Regions from separate parts of the Mus musculus genome. Here all the other regions are linked to region 3. A link is a contact called in public Hi-C, HiCAR-type and HiChIP or PLAC-seq data. All regions are on one chromosome and are shown on one strand. The core of a region is the stretch at or near the end of the contact, and the rest is flanking DNA. Distances in the headings are between cores, read along the strand shown. Region 1 has its middle 22 kb from the start of Gm51663. Region 2 has its middle 53 kb from the start of Gm32333. Region 3 holds the start of Prrx1 (paired related homeobox 1). Region 4 holds the start of Kifap3 (kinesin-associated protein 3). Region 5 has its middle 33 kb from the start of Mettl11b.

Region 1 (2,700 bases), core at 163-2,662, 440 kb before region 3:
ATTCTCAGGATCTCCTAGCTAGTACCTAAAGACAAACATGAGTGGTGGCACATAGCCATGACTGACTGAGGTACAACAGTTATGCTATTTTTTTTTTTTTGCTCACCCTCTCTTTTTTTTTTCTCTCTCTCTCTTTAAGTTCTTACTCTCCAGGGTTCATAGAGACACTAGTTATTTCTGATTGCCAAGCCTCTACAAACCTGCCAATATTGTACTCTACTCTATAATGTGAAGTCACTGAAACTGTTAATTAAAAAAAAAAAAACATTTAAGCAAAATCAGCTTCACATTTCACCACAATGTATCCAAGTCCTGCTGTATGAACACTCTTTTCTAATTTTTAAGACCATATGGTTTTCAAACAAAAGTGTAACATGTCAAATTCTGTGACACCTTCCTCATCAAAATAGTTCCTGTTAAAATTAAATTGATGCCTTTAATTTAATGAAACCACAGAGGAATTTTATATAGTTCTTTAAGTATTTTCTTTTATACCTTTCAGTACCTCTCAGAAAACCACATGGGGTACAAAGTAAACAAAGTGTGAGGGCTGGCAGGAGGGCTCAGCAGGTGAAGGAGCTTGCTGCCAAGACTGTCGCCCTGAGTTTGATCCCCAGATTCCACATGGTGGAAGCAGAGAACCAATTCCTGCAAGTTATCATCTGACCATCATGTGTGTGCCATGGCATGTCCACCCCATTCATACACATCGCACATCCCCAAAACAAAGAAAATGTAAACAAAATATTGAAGAATTTTAACCCTGCAAAATTTTGTCCTAATTTACCTATTTATAATCTTCAGGATTTAAAGATATTTTCAACTTGGTCAAAGCCAAACGACCTATTTTTGAAACATCTTTTCTGACTAGGCGTTAGCTATTCTTGGAGACACAAGTTCCTAAAGTCCTGAGCTGCTTTCGTTGGAATTCTCGGCTGATGGTTATGACTCACTGAGATGGATGCATTATTCTTTTTTAATTTACTTCAGTAAAAACTCCCAATGAATTTAAAGTCAGTGCTCCTTATGGAAAAAGAATGCTGTGTGTTTCCATACTATCCTCTAGATGACCTATTAGTAATTAGATTTTGGAGAGCAGAGTTGTTATCAAGAGTCAGATTTACCACACAACCTAAGAAATTCTTCCGCAAGCCAGTCCCTTTATAAAATCCTGTTCCAGGCTTTGCTGGCCCGTGGTTCCCACATTGGTGATATGCCACCCAGAAAATCCCATTTCCTCTTTTCCCTCTCTTTCACTTCCTGCTCACACTGTGAAGACTTAGTTTATACTTCTCAAGTTTACTTATCGTGGTTTGCATAAAATTACTCTTCACTCACTTACACATTGTAGATAATGGTTATTTGCCTATAAACCTAACAGGTACTGAGTCTTATTTACCCTCCTGCTCTGTGGACACTTTCAGAACAAACGGGCAGTTGTTTTTGAAACACTTGCCATTTTTATGATGCTTGGAACTCTCTTGCCTTGTTGCTTGTGCACTTTTTTAATGGCTCAAGTCTCCTTCTTTCACGGTGTTTACTCTGGAGCTGGTGTGAACAGAGGCTCTTGGAAATGTAGAGTGTTAATATCCTGGCATGTGTCTTGCTGTGTGCAAGAGACGGCTTCTCTAGGCTGCTGGGAGCATAGTGGAAACCAGCCTGTCACAGCATAGACAGACACACCTAGGCCTAAATGATCGCATATCCATCGTACCCTCTTGTGCTCTCTGATTTCGTGTGTGCACAGCCAGCCGCATATTTACTGGAGTACTGCTTTACCTTTATTTCTAGAATGCATGGCACCTCACATGTGCTTCTAATTAATGCTCATGTTTGATTGCTTTACGTAACTTTTTAAACAAAGTTAAATAATCTTGTATAAAAAATGTCAGTTTGTGTTAAAGAAGCACAATTATGTCTCTTTGGGGAATTAGAAAAAAAAGGAAAAAAATAAGTTGAAATACTTCAGCCCCCTTACATATATTGCCATAAATGGTAGTGACATTGAAGCAGTCACACATTTGAGGTTCAAGAGCTTTTAAATAGCTTTTGAACAAATCAAGCACAAAGTAGTATTACTTATATTAAGAAACTTATTTAAAACAGAGCCCATTAATGGGATGTGATTTAAAACCATGTCTGTTTTAAATATATGTTCAAAATTAAGTTACTAGGCCAGAACCCGAAAGTCAGAAAACTGATACCTCAATATAATAACTACAGCTTTGGAGGCAGATTTATTATTTCAACCCATGAGGAAAGCATGAATTGGTAAATTACCATATCCAGTGTAATATAATTAGACCTAGAAAACTTCATAAATTTCTGTAAGTGTAATACTTTGGGCTACAGTTCACCCAGTAATGTAACAGCTATCCAAAAATGGATTGGTGGTACTGTGGCCTCTAACATAAAATCGAAAAACAAGGGTGGGTGGGGGTGGCAAAAACCCTAGTAGCTTTATCTATACTGTTTATATCGATATAGATGCATAAAGATGCATATAAGCTATTTGAAGACAGAAGTACATCTAATACATATATTTGAATTTAAACAGCTTAATCAGATGTTCAAGACCTGGGTCAGATTGACATGACCTTCCAATTCTTTCCTATTTTTCATCATACACACTTATAGATAACACTTGGTATGGCAATTATGCTTTTTGGCCTGGGTTTTGTGCTTTTTGGGTTCTTTGGT
Region 2 (2,700 bases), core at 119-2,618, 360 kb before region 3:
TACTGTCCTGAAAGTTCATTGCTTCTTCCTCACTATATCTGGCCTAGCTTGTTCATGGCAGCCATGACAACATTCCTAGGAAACCCAGGATAGCAAAAGTCCTTGATCCATGTCAATGAAGAACCATATGCTCTGCTAAAGAATCTAGGAGTACTGTCATGGCCCATAAGAACACTAGCTGTTTCTTGAAGGCTGATGCCTATCAGTATATATGCTTACAGTTTTTTAAAGTAGCTTTACGTTGAAAAGTTTGATAAAATGAATTCTGGTTCATCTTTCTGATGCTGGCCATGTAGTCAAATCCCAAAAGATGAGTTTTGCATAGATCACAAAAATTTTCCCAGTGAGGTCTGCTACTTCAAGTACAAGAATTCAGGGGCCCCTCTCTCCCCTGCGAGCTTCCTGGGTGAGCATTCTCTAATGAAGTCATTGCCAAGTCCTGACTCACAGATGACCTCCCCAATGCAGACCCAGGAATAGGCTAATGGGGTCCTGAGAAAGCACGCTGACCTTGCCTGGCTTCTCGGCAGCCCAATGAGATATTGATGACACTGCTCTGCAGAGACTTCTCTAGTGGTTTTCCTGGCAGGCAAAGCTTCAGGCTACTCAGTGGAATGTCTCTATTCTGTAGCTTCAGGAGGAGCCAGGAGGCTACAATTCCAAGCCAAGGGAAATACTACTTTAGCCTCAGTGCCTGTACTTGGCAGGGACTAGTCTGAGCTCAGGAGCAGGGGTCATTTGCACTCCTATCTCACTAGGCCAGTGCTTCTCAACCTTCCCGATGCTGTAACCCTTTACTGCAGTTCCTCATGTTGTGTTGACCCCCGACCATAAAATTATTTTTGTTGCTTCTTCATAATTATAATTTTGTTAGTTATGAACTGTAATGTAAATATCTGTGTATTTCAATGGTTCTAGGCAACCCTAGTAAAATGTTCATTTGACATTCCTCCCCCGCCTGGGGTCATAACCCAAAAACTGCTGCACTGGGCTCTCCTTAAAGGAAGATGGAGAGACACTAGGAATCTGGTTTATGCCCTAGTATGCTGCTCTGCCTGGGTGAAATGTGGTTCACTCCAATTTGGCTATGGTAAGAACTGCAAATGCCCCTTTCCCTATCTGGGAAGAAGCAGAAGGAAGCTGGAGTCTGAATCAGACATCTTAAATCTCAGCAGCCGTCTTGGTCTGTGCTTAGACAAATAATCTCCAGGCGACCCAAATCCCCTATTCATTGTGAAAACAGACAGTGTGGTAGGAAAACAGAATTAAATTGTTTCTCTTTCATGGCAGTTGAAGTGTAAAAACCATTCTATTCCGACCTTGTGGTCAGAATATCCTGACACCTCATAAATTATCCTAAGGGCTTGAGGCCTGGATGGCTGGGGAGGGCTGAAGGCCTCACCACAGCCAGAGTCTCCCCAACAGCCAAGCCCCTCTGTGTGCACCAGGCACTGGTCTGTGGGATGTGGAGAAACGAGGTTTCATCCAAGTCCAAGAGTTTTCCTTCCTCTTACTGTTTTAGAATTTGTGTGAACACTCTCCTGAAGGGTTCAGAAAGTAGAAAACAGTTATATTGTGTGTCTCTGTGTGTCATGTCTGTCTGCCTCTGTCTGTCTCTATCTGTTTCTGTCTCTCTGTCTTTGTCTGTCTTTTTCCTTGTCTGTTTTTGTGTCTGTGTCTGTGTCTGTGTCTGTGTCTGTCTCTCAGTCTCTGTCTTTCTTACACACACACACACACACACACACACACACACACACACACACACACACTCACACACACACAACTGGTTACCAGGAAACAAAGGAGCTTCCTCAGCAGATTCCTCTTGAATTGCTGTGCCCCCCGGTGAGTTTCCTTTTGCCCCTACATCCATCTGTGCCTTACACCCAGTAGGTGCTCTATAAATGTTTGCCTAGTGGTAATACCTTTAGATTGGTCCCTAGAGAGGAAAACAGATTTATTTGAGGGGAATTCCAAGTGTGTAAGGCATCATTCAGAGCAAACCGCCTTTCGGTTATCCCAAGCCACCATGAGACTGAAAGAGTCTGAGTGTTTGTGGGTGTGTCTGGACATATTGTGTGTGGGAATGTGGGTGGGTGGTCTGGACTGGCAGGTAATAAGTGACAGGAGGGCCCTTGAAAATATAAAGGGCTCCATAACTACTGTAAAAATAAAACTGGGACCAGCATGCCCAGACCTCCAGCCATGCAGCGGCCAAGTCTGACCCTGGCAGAGATGAATAATACGGTGGGGATGGATTTAAAAATTATTACTCAATGTTTTTGGTCCCCATGGACATCTCTCTCTTTCTCTTTATTTCAAGATATTATAAAGAATTACTTGGGTGGGTTTTTGGCCAGGCAAATGATTACAGCAGACTGTAGAATTCCAGAGCCCTTCCAAGCTCTTTCTAGACTCTTCTATATTAATGATTTTTATTTTTAATGGTATATATCTTTTGGTTTCCCTTTTGGACTAAGGATATGATTTCTTATTCCCCCACTTTTGGAAAAATCCTCTCTCTCTCTCTCTCTCTCTCTCTATATATATATATATATATATATATATACATATATATATATACACACACACATATATATGTATATATATACTTGCTAGCACATTTTATTTATTTATTTATTTATTTAGATATTTATTTAGATATTTTCTTTATATACATTTCAAATACTATCCCGAAAG
Region 3 (2,700 bases), core at 37-2,536:
GCACATCTGGTTTCAATCTACAGCCCTTTGATGGCATCAAATGTTCTTTTCCCAGATCAGGGCTGGAAGTTCTGGGCTAACTATGGCCGTTTGGAGCACAGAAACCATTTATACACACTGGGACCCTTCCTTCTTTTCAATTCAATCTCATAGCTACAGGAGAAGGGGAAATCTAGCAATCAGGGGAGCGAGGGGAAACGTATGTATGTGTGTGTTTAAAGAACATAAAACGCCACAAATAAGCACATACTATTTTACTTACTGGCCATATAGTAACTCATTCCTAATGAGACTATTAAAGCTGTTACCAGATTCCAACAGGTCATGAAAACACCGTCCAGCACCGCTCTGCCCTCTGTCAAGCCTGGTCATAGACTTCGACCTTCCTCAGTCTCTGTGTTTGCCAGGGCCTCACCGAACTGGATACAGATTAGCACAGAGCCCACCCCACCCCCAGCTCCTCCTGCTCCCCCCAACTTCTTCAGCCCCAGTGTTCCTGTCTGCTCTGATCTGGGGCAGCCTCGGCTACGAGCAAGAAATTAGAACATTGGCAAAGGTAGGGGAATTATCAGGACGGACTTTCTTCTGGTTTAATGAATATGTAAATTTTCTACTGTCTGAAGCCTGGGGATTTCTGGTGGCAGCGAAAGTCTCGAATCCATTCGAAGCTGAAGACTTCTGGATCTGCCCAAGCCGTCTTTAGATCGTAGAGAGCCTCCCGTTATTATCGCTCTTGTTATTTTATTACATTATTTAATAGGCTGTCTCTACAGAGCCAAACGAGCTTTAATAGGCTTGCTCTTTTTTGCCGTTCAGTCTCAGACTCTCCCTGCGCTCTCCGCCAAAACAAAGCTGCAGGAAAAGTTACTGGGGGGCGGTGCAGCCGCAGATTTGACTGTTATAGATGTGCATCTTTTCCCTGTTCCTTTTTCTTTTTTCTTTTCCTAACAAGTTTGCCCTCAGCTGTTATCAAAACATGCAAATGAGATATTCCAAGAGGATCTCAAACAAATCCGGAGGAGTTAATGCTGAAACAAAATAATCAGCCCCGTTTTAAAGTGACTGCGGGTTTCGGGCACTTTTCTCTCTGTGATACTACTGCAAGGGAATGATAATTAGACCTTTATTTTAAAAATCCAAAGGGGCTCTCTCCTTAGCTTCCCTCCCTTTTCCCTCCCTCCCTCCTTCCTCCCTCCCTCCTCCTCTCTTGCTCCCTCCCTCTCCCTTTCTCTCTGGCTCTGATGTTGGCAAAGGGGTTTTCTTAATCAGACTGTTTTTTCGGTCCGAGGAAAAGGAGGTAGGAGATTGTGATGGAGAAAGGGGGTCTGTAAAACGTCAGGCGCCGCACAAAGGCTTTGCCACGTAATTACAGGCTCCTATTAAGTGGAGATCTGCCCTCCCAGGGGTCTCCAATTTTCTTGTATTCCCTACAAAGCCTCCTCTCCATGCCAGCCTGTGCCTTTTGAAGTGCCAGAGAGCTTCTTGATCCAACTGAGAAGGGAAAAGGAGCTCCGCACGGAGAAGGGGGAGAGAGCGGAGGGAAGGGGGACCGCCACCCTTCTGCAGACTCTTGAAGCCCCGCTTCTTTATTTCTTATTTTTTTTTCCTCCTTACGAAGAGTAAAGTGAGAATCCTGCTCTCTAATACATCTGCAAGACATCACTCTCCTGAAATTCTAGTCACTCCCGAGAATCCACAGGAGTGCAGAGAGGGGGAACGCGCTTTCTTGAAGACATTTTAAAGCTGGAACAAGCCTTCTTCTGTTGGCGCTTGAACTCTTGCCGGGGGAATAACTTTTTTTAACCTCTTTCTCTAATTTTTTTAAAGCCACTTTGATTCTTCTCTCCACCCCTTCTTCTCTCTTCTGTTTGCCTAACTCCCCCGCCCCGCTGGCCTCCCCTTTCCTCGCTCCCCCTTATTATTATTTTTAGTGTCTGCGAGTGGACGCTTTTTAAGAGTTGAAAGGGATATTTTTTTTCTTTTTGATCTAAGCATAGGTTGTTTGTTTTGTTTTTATTTTTGAACTTTTTGGTGTGGATTATCTCTCTGGACCGCGCTGGACTTGGCTTTAGCGAAGTAACCGAGGCTGCAGGGAAAGTTACTTGTCCCGAAAGTTCTACACTTCAGAAGGGGTCCCACCCTCTGTTTCTCTCTCTCTCTCTCTCTCTCTCTCTCTCTCTCTCTCTCTCTCCACTCCCCCCTCTTTCTTCCCCACTCGGCTCCTCTCCCCCCTCACGCCCACAGCGTTTGGTGTTGATTCGAGCGGGAAGAGGGGGGTGGGTGGGATTGGAGGGGAGACCATGACCTCCAGCTACGGGCACGTTCTGGAGCGGCAACCGGCGCTGGGCGGCCGCTTGGACAGCCCGGGCAACCTCGACACCCTGCAGGCGAAAAAGAACTTCTCCGTCAGTCACCTGCTAGACCTGGAGGAGGCCGGGGACATGGTGGCGGCACAAGCAGACGAAAGTGTGGGCGAGGCGGGCCGGAGCCTGCTGGAGTCACCGGGACTGACCAGTGGCAGCGACACCCCTCAGCAGGACAGTGAGTGAGGGCGCGTGCTCCGGGGAGTGTGCGCTGGGGACACAGGGTGGAGGCCCGGGGAGGGCGGCGGGAGCGTGTTCCAGGCTTCGGTTTCGGGGAGACAAGGCGTTAAGAAGTTAGGAGTCCTGGGAAAAGTGGCTGGTTGCTGATCGCAGAAAG
Region 4 (2,753 bases), core at 212-2,711, 470 kb before region 3:
CTACTGAAAGTCTTCTCATTTGCCTTTTCGTTAAAGATATAAAATGAAAAAGACAAAGCACTGTGTTCCCTTGTCTTGTACAAGCAGTATAGTTGATTTATCTTACAACTATTTGACTATGTTCAAGAATCCACTACCACTTGCAAGATTATTTCTAATTTCTTGCAAGATATGGCTAGAACCCTATCAAGTAAGGGAAAATACACTTAACAAATTTTATTAGGACTTAATGTCACCACCTAACATGCATGGTTTTTCTCTCAAAAGTATTTTCATACTTTGTCCTTATGTCCTTCAGAAAGTATTATCTCTCATTTTCAAATGAAGTAATTATGTCCAAAAAACCAAATCTATGTGCTCTTTGCAGTGGATTAGCAACAGAGCTTTAACGAAAAATAGAGACTCTACATTAGCATTTTAAAAGATTTATTCACTGCTCCCTCACAGTTGGTTCAGTGAGAGGTATATTTTTCTAACCATGGGTGGTCTTATTTTTCTACAGACATTAAGGAATCTCACAAAATTTCCTTTTTCTTGGTGTAGCTGATATCATACATATGTAAAAAAAAAAAATAGTAGGCTTTCGCATGCCAAGGTCTTAATAATAATGAACTTCCTACAGAAATTATACAGTGTATGTGACCGTCAAGTGAGTAAAGTGGACCAAGACCAGCTGACTGAACATCTCAATCCAGTCTTGCATAAAGCAAAAACCACCACGTCCGTCTTTATTCCACACACCCCACCATGATTTATGAATCTCAAACTGAACACAAATTGGTGATGTGACAGAATTCATTTCCAAGCTTCCATGGGATTTATCTATTGAGGAATCCAGGAGAGTGGGGCAGAACAAAAAACAAAACCTAGGAAATATGGGATTTATCTCGCCTAACCTGCCTCTTAATGAGGTTATAGATTAATGTAGCAAGGACATCATCAGATGCTGTCAGGACACCTCCAAGCCAAAGAGGACCTCGCGCCCCCGCAGGGCCCATCCTTTATTCCACCCCATCATTTTCTCCTCTTTCTTTCCTTCCCTGCGTCCCACCCCTTCTCGTGTCTAGCTCTGCCCCTGGACATCCCATGGTCAGCCGGGAAACACCTAAGGACCTGCTCAGGGCGGAGCCCGGGTCATCACCTTTTGAGGTATCTGGCGTCCTCGCCTTGCATGGCGGCGGCGGCGGCGGCAGCGGCGTGGGGAGAATGGGAGTGTCTGAGAATCTGGGAGGGCTACTTCCGGAGACCCGGCCAAAGTACCCTCAAAGCAGAGCGGTGACAGTCCCAAGGCCTGCAAGGCGGGGCGGCGGTGGCGGTGGCGGTGGCGGCGGCGGCGGCGCAGCGGTTACCACGGTGAACCCGCCGGCTCCTCCCACTGCTCCTGGGCCCCAAAACACTGGAGCAGCCCAGACCCGCCCAGAGCCGTCAGGGCCGAACTCTCCGCAAGGCGCATGCGCTCACGCGACAGCTACAGTCTGCGCAGGCTCAGGGTGAGGCTCCTGCGACAAATCTGACGCTCCCAGGAACAGCGCAGGAAGGGTTTGGTACTGATCTGGGAGCCTGTGATTTAGAGGCATATTCCTGGTCACTGCCCCCTGGAGGATGGGAAAGGAAGAAGCATTGCAAGCTGCAAAATTGGAACGTAAAGTCCTTAGCGTGAAAGGAGACAAGGTAACCAGTGAACCTTCTAGCTAACTAATGATGGTGATCAGACTAGCCTTTGACAACAACTTCTTTGGTGGAGCTTCTATTTTGGAACATGTAAAAGGTTCTGCATTGATTGCACTGAATTCTAGCTGGTGGAAATAGTCTGTGATGTGGATTGGATCAACTTTGAAAGTGGCATTTAAAATCCCAAAGTAGAAAACACTCCCTTCCATTATAACAAGCCAACTTCTGAACTTCCAAATCGTCCACTGATTAACTTTAACTCAAGATTCTTGAGAAATTGTTTCTTCTAAGGCAAATAATTGCTGACAATTTGGAGAGAGAAAAGAGCCGCTTTTTAGCCAAAGCAAGCTGTCTGCTCTGCTTTGAGATCCTTTAACCTGTCCATCACCGTCTTCTGGTATCACATTGTTAGCCATTCCTTCAAAAGAGTTAATAGTGATAGATTTTTATGCATAAAATGTCATGCAGAGAGACATTAAAGAGATGTTTTATGCCCCTACCAACTCACACCAATTAAATTTATTTCTGATAAAGTTGTAACTATTCTTTCAATTTATCAATAAGGAATTCCAGGCAAACTACATTCTCCATATTTATCAAAGTCTTCTTAACAAACTGTCACAAAGTTCTGTCTTATCGTTAAGGTAGTCATTATCTGCAGCTTTTTCTCTCCATCCACACTCTGATGATTAGTCTAATCGGTTCACACATGGGATTCTTCCTAACTGGACTTTCTATTTCAAATATTGATTATTCAAACCAAGGCAAAAAATGCACAAATTATCGTTCACAACATCTTTAACAATAAAAGCAAGGCACACTACTTTAAAGCAGTGGTTCTCAACTTGTGAGTCATGACCTCTCTGTGGGTGGAAGGACCCTTTCACGAAGGTCTCTAAAGTCATTGGAAAACACGAATATTTACATCAAGAGTCATAACAGTAACAAAAGTACAGTAGTTACGAAGTGGCAACCAAAATCATTTTATGGTTGGGGGTCACCACAACGTGAGAAACTTATTAAAGGGTCATAGTGTTAGGAAGGTTGAGAACCACTGCTTTAAAACTTCTGTAAAGGCTGGC
Region 5 (2,700 bases), core at 27-2,526, 380 kb before region 3:
ACAAATAATCTGCGCATGTGCCAAGGGTATCTTATGACTACTTGTGCTCTGCCTTCCCCGTGACGTCAACTCGGCCGATGGGCTGCAGCCAATCAGGGAGTGACACGTCCGAGGCGAAGGAGAATGCTCCTTAAGAGGGACGGGGTTTCGTTTTTTCTCTCTCTTGCTTTTCTCTCTCTCTTGCTTCTTGCTCTCTCTTGCTTCTTGCACTCTGTTCCTGAAGATGTAAGAATAAAGCTTTGCCGCAGAAGATTCTGGTCTGTGGTGTTCTTCCTGGCCGGTCGTGAGAACGCGTCTAATAACATCCCCTCTCAAGACTCAGAGATATACTTGGAAGAAGAGATAGAAAGAGATGGATCCAGAGGTGGTGGATGACTCAAAGGAAATTCTCTGACCTTTTATGCTAATGTAAATTCACTCTAACCAGACTCCCTTGGAAAAAAGTGACCTTTATGCTCACTAGTTCTCTAAAGTTTGATACTGTCTCAGAATCTTCCTTCATATGCCCACATTTTTGTCTAGATGGCTCTTTCTCTTTGATCTTTATAATCAAACCTTATAATATGGAGTTCTAAACATACACGATTGAGAATAATAGGAAGACAAGATAAATTGTGACAGATTGGATCTTTTTTTTTGAAGTGAAAATAGATTTTATTTTTTTTCAGCCTGCATGTATATTTTTTATTAGATATTTTCTTTATTTACATTTCAAATGCTATCCCAAAAGTTCTCTATACCCTCCCCCCCGCCCTGCTTCCCTAAACACCCACTCCCACTTCTTGGCCCTGGCCTTCCCCTGTACTGGAGCATATGAAGTTTGCAATACCATCTTCCCAATGATGGCCGACTAGGCCATCTTCTGCTACATATGCAGCCAGAGACACGAGCTCTGGGGGTATTGGTTAGTTCATATTGTTATAGATTGGACCTTTCTTAGACCCTATAATTTTCACTCTGGGAAAAGAATCCAAATTTTGTAATTCAAAAACCTAAGTCCTTTTTCCTTTTGTATTCCAGGAGAGTGCTCTCCTGATGCGGAATATGGGCAGAAATGTCAAGTTGTGATAGAAGAAAGCCTTCAGACAACCTGGAGTGAAGGATGATTTATTGGCACTAGGAATGTAGGAATATCTTCCCTGATTCATCACAGGATGCCTGGGAGAGATGAGACGTCAGGACAGCTGTTCTCAGAAATGCAGAACTTCTTTGGCTCATCTTTATACAGGCCAGCTTCTTTATTCCTCACCATAGGGATTACATTTCTGTGGTTGCTAATCCAAGAACACATCATGGACAGAGATTAGTAAGGAACTCCAGCCCTTTCTGGTATGTGTGCCTGACGCCTCAAGGGTTGGCCACAGAAAACTGCTTAAGAGCTAGGATACCAAGATATGTAGCATAAGATATTAGACTCTTGGCTAGGAAGAGATGAACACTTTTGGAGTAAGCCCTGGTATGCAGCTTACTATGCAACGATTAAAGCACTCTCTCACTTTTCAAATGCAACACCATGATGATCAGAAAGAAAGGGGAGATCAGATGGCTCAGGACACAAGTAAAGTGCCTAAACAGTGTACTTTCCTTTGGAATTTAGGACTAGTTATCTATCTATCTATCTATCTATCTATCTATCTATCTATCTATCTATCTATCTATCTTAGAATTTGTTACCTGGGCAGATTCTTTTATATTTTGTTTATATATTTTAATTAATATATAATTACATCAATTTCCCCTTTCCATTTCCTTCCTCCTACCCTGCCTAAGACTCATCCCACCAACCCTTTCCATGTCTCCCCACCCTCAAATTGATAGCTTCCGTTTCTTTGATTATTAGTGTTACATATATATGTATGAGTAACATACACAAATATAGCCTACTGAGACCATCTTCATTGTTTATGTGTTCTGGAAACGACTGTACAGAGTAGGCAGATTTAAAAAAATTAATCTTCATGTACTCATGTTTTCCTGATTTAAATATTAACCCTGTGTCTTAGCCTACCTTTTTGCTCCTTGGAAGCAATCTTCTAAACTATTTCTCCTTCTAGTATGGAACTTGTTCAAAGAGCTGTATTTAGCCAAGTGTGGTGGCACAAACCTGTGATATCAGGATCATGAGGGCAAGAGGGCAGAGTCAGAGGACTGTAGCAAGTTCAAGACCAGCCCCTTTTACATAATGAGCACTATGCTGGGGTCAGAGTCAGGAGGATTGTAGGAAGTTCAAGGCCAGCCTGTTTTTCATAGTGAGCTCTGTACTATCCGAGGCTGATGATTATTTTCCATTCAGACAATGATGCTCAGGACCCCTCCAATAGAGAAGCACAGGAGAAGGCAAATTCTCACGGCAAGAAGGATGTGATGCATTCGCTCAAACGCTCCTTTAGTGTGTTAACCTTACAAGTGTTCATCTGCTCGCTGATATAGTCCAAGCATTGTGTTTGGTACTGGGAACATAAGGGGCAAGACAGACTTAAGTAACACTCGAATCTGATGGATTTAGCATGAAATTCATGGTGCATGAAATGAATGTGTGTGCACTCTGATAAATACACAATTTTCATAGTGGTAAGTGCCACAGAGCAAACATACAAGGAACTGGGAGTGCAATGGGGGTGTCTATTTTCTATAGGAAGAGCTTTCTCCATAGTTTTTAAATCTTGGACTTTTGGACATTTCACTCATGGTTGGTCTATG

What was found. Hi-C and Micro-C count contacts between places; a contact is called where the count stands out from the background. HiCAR-type assays count read pairs that join an accessible place to other places. HiChIP or PLAC-seq counts read pairs in DNA pulled down with a chosen protein or histone mark.
Region 1: a contact with region 3 is called in an H3K4me3 HiChIP or PLAC-seq map of embryonic limb bud, with 6 times the contacts expected there. The contact joins the enhancer-like site here to the promoter of Prrx1 in region 3. A contact is called at or near these places in 13 of 39 promoter capture datasets (the 3T3-L1 cell line, the HPC-7 cell line, HPC-7-derived erythroid cells and 8 more), 1 of 15 datasets of contacts at CTCF or cohesin (the NIH/3T3 cell line), 1 of 484 Hi-C or Micro-C datasets (embryonic fibroblasts), 5 of 115 datasets of contacts at active chromatin or transcription factors (the NIH/3T3 cell line, craniofacial prominence, embryonic basal ganglia and 2 more) and 2 of 9 other capture datasets (adipose tissue and macrophages).
Region 2: an H3K4me3 HiChIP or PLAC-seq map of embryonic limb bud shows a contact between it and region 3, with 5 times the contacts expected there. The contact joins the enhancer-like site here to the promoter of Prrx1 in region 3. A contact is called at or near these places in 14 of 39 promoter capture datasets (the 3T3-L1 cell line, 3T3-L1-derived adipocytes, cranial neural crest and 8 more), 1 of 15 datasets of contacts at CTCF or cohesin (the NIH/3T3 cell line), 3 of 484 Hi-C or Micro-C datasets (palatal mesenchyme, uterus and ventricular fibroblasts), 6 of 115 datasets of contacts at active chromatin or transcription factors (craniofacial prominence, embryonic hindbrain, embryonic limb bud and 3 more) and 3 of 9 other capture datasets (adipose tissue, embryonic tail and embryonic trunk).
Region 4: a HiCAR-type map of astrocytes shows a contact between it and region 3, with 4 times the contacts expected there. The contact joins the promoter of Kifap3 here to the promoter of Prrx1 in region 3. A contact is called at or near these places in 1 of 15 datasets of contacts at CTCF or cohesin (the NIH/3T3 cell line), 9 of 115 datasets of contacts at active chromatin or transcription factors (the NIH/3T3 cell line, astrocytes, craniofacial prominence and 5 more) and 1 of 9 other capture datasets (adipose tissue).
Region 5: a Hi-C map of myocytes shows a contact between it and region 3, with 4 times the contacts expected there. The contact joins the enhancer-like site here to the promoter of Prrx1 in region 3. A contact is called at or near these places in 5 of 39 promoter capture datasets (the 3T3-L1 cell line, 3T3-L1-derived adipocytes, the HPC-7 cell line and 2 more), 1 of 15 datasets of contacts at CTCF or cohesin (the NIH/3T3 cell line), 4 of 484 Hi-C or Micro-C datasets (embryonic stem cells, myocytes and uterus), 9 of 115 datasets of contacts at active chromatin or transcription factors (the NIH/3T3 cell line, craniofacial prominence, embryonic fibroblasts and 3 more) and 3 of 9 other capture datasets (adipose tissue, embryonic tail and embryonic trunk).

Annotation. Positions count from the first base shown.
Region 1 is chr1:163,756,538-163,759,237 of GRCm38.p6, reverse strand. No RefSeq gene overlaps it. Among named protein-coding and RNA genes, the nearest start is that of Gm51663, 22 kb to the left of the region's middle. Within about 2 kb of position 1,412, at least 17 of the 459 cell types and tissues checked have an H3K27ac peak or open chromatin away from gene starts, as enhancers often do. A contact at or near this core is called in embryonic limb bud, where this site is marked.
Region 2 is chr1:163,669,514-163,672,213 of GRCm38.p6, reverse strand. No RefSeq gene overlaps it. Among named protein-coding and RNA genes, the nearest start is that of Gm32333, 53 kb to the right of the region's middle. Within about 2 kb of position 1,368, at least 26 of the 459 cell types and tissues checked have an H3K27ac peak or open chromatin away from gene starts, as enhancers often do. A contact at or near this core is called in embryonic limb bud and trophoblast stem cells, where this site is marked.
Region 3 is chr1:163,312,236-163,314,935 of GRCm38.p6, reverse strand. It overlaps Prrx1 (paired related homeobox 1), which reads left to right and starts at 1,286. Exons shown (of 4, transcript NM_011127.2): 1 at 1,286-2,541. The coding sequence starts at 2,301.
Region 4 is chr1:163,778,291-163,781,043 of GRCm38.p6, reverse strand. It overlaps Kifap3 (kinesin-associated protein 3), which reads right to left and starts at 1,461. Exons shown (of 20, transcript NM_001305643.1): 1 at 1,142-1,461. The coding sequence starts at 1,173. It overlaps Gm51663 (predicted gene, 51663), which reads left to right and starts at 1,504. Exons shown (of 2, transcript NR_165475.1): 1 at 1,504-1,671.
Region 5 is chr1:163,690,572-163,693,271 of GRCm38.p6, reverse strand. No RefSeq gene overlaps it. Among named protein-coding and RNA genes, the nearest start is that of Mettl11b, 33 kb to the left of the region's middle. Within about 2 kb of position 1,276, at least 2 of the 459 cell types and tissues checked have an H3K27ac peak or open chromatin away from gene starts, as enhancers often do. A contact at or near this core is called in myocytes, where this site is marked.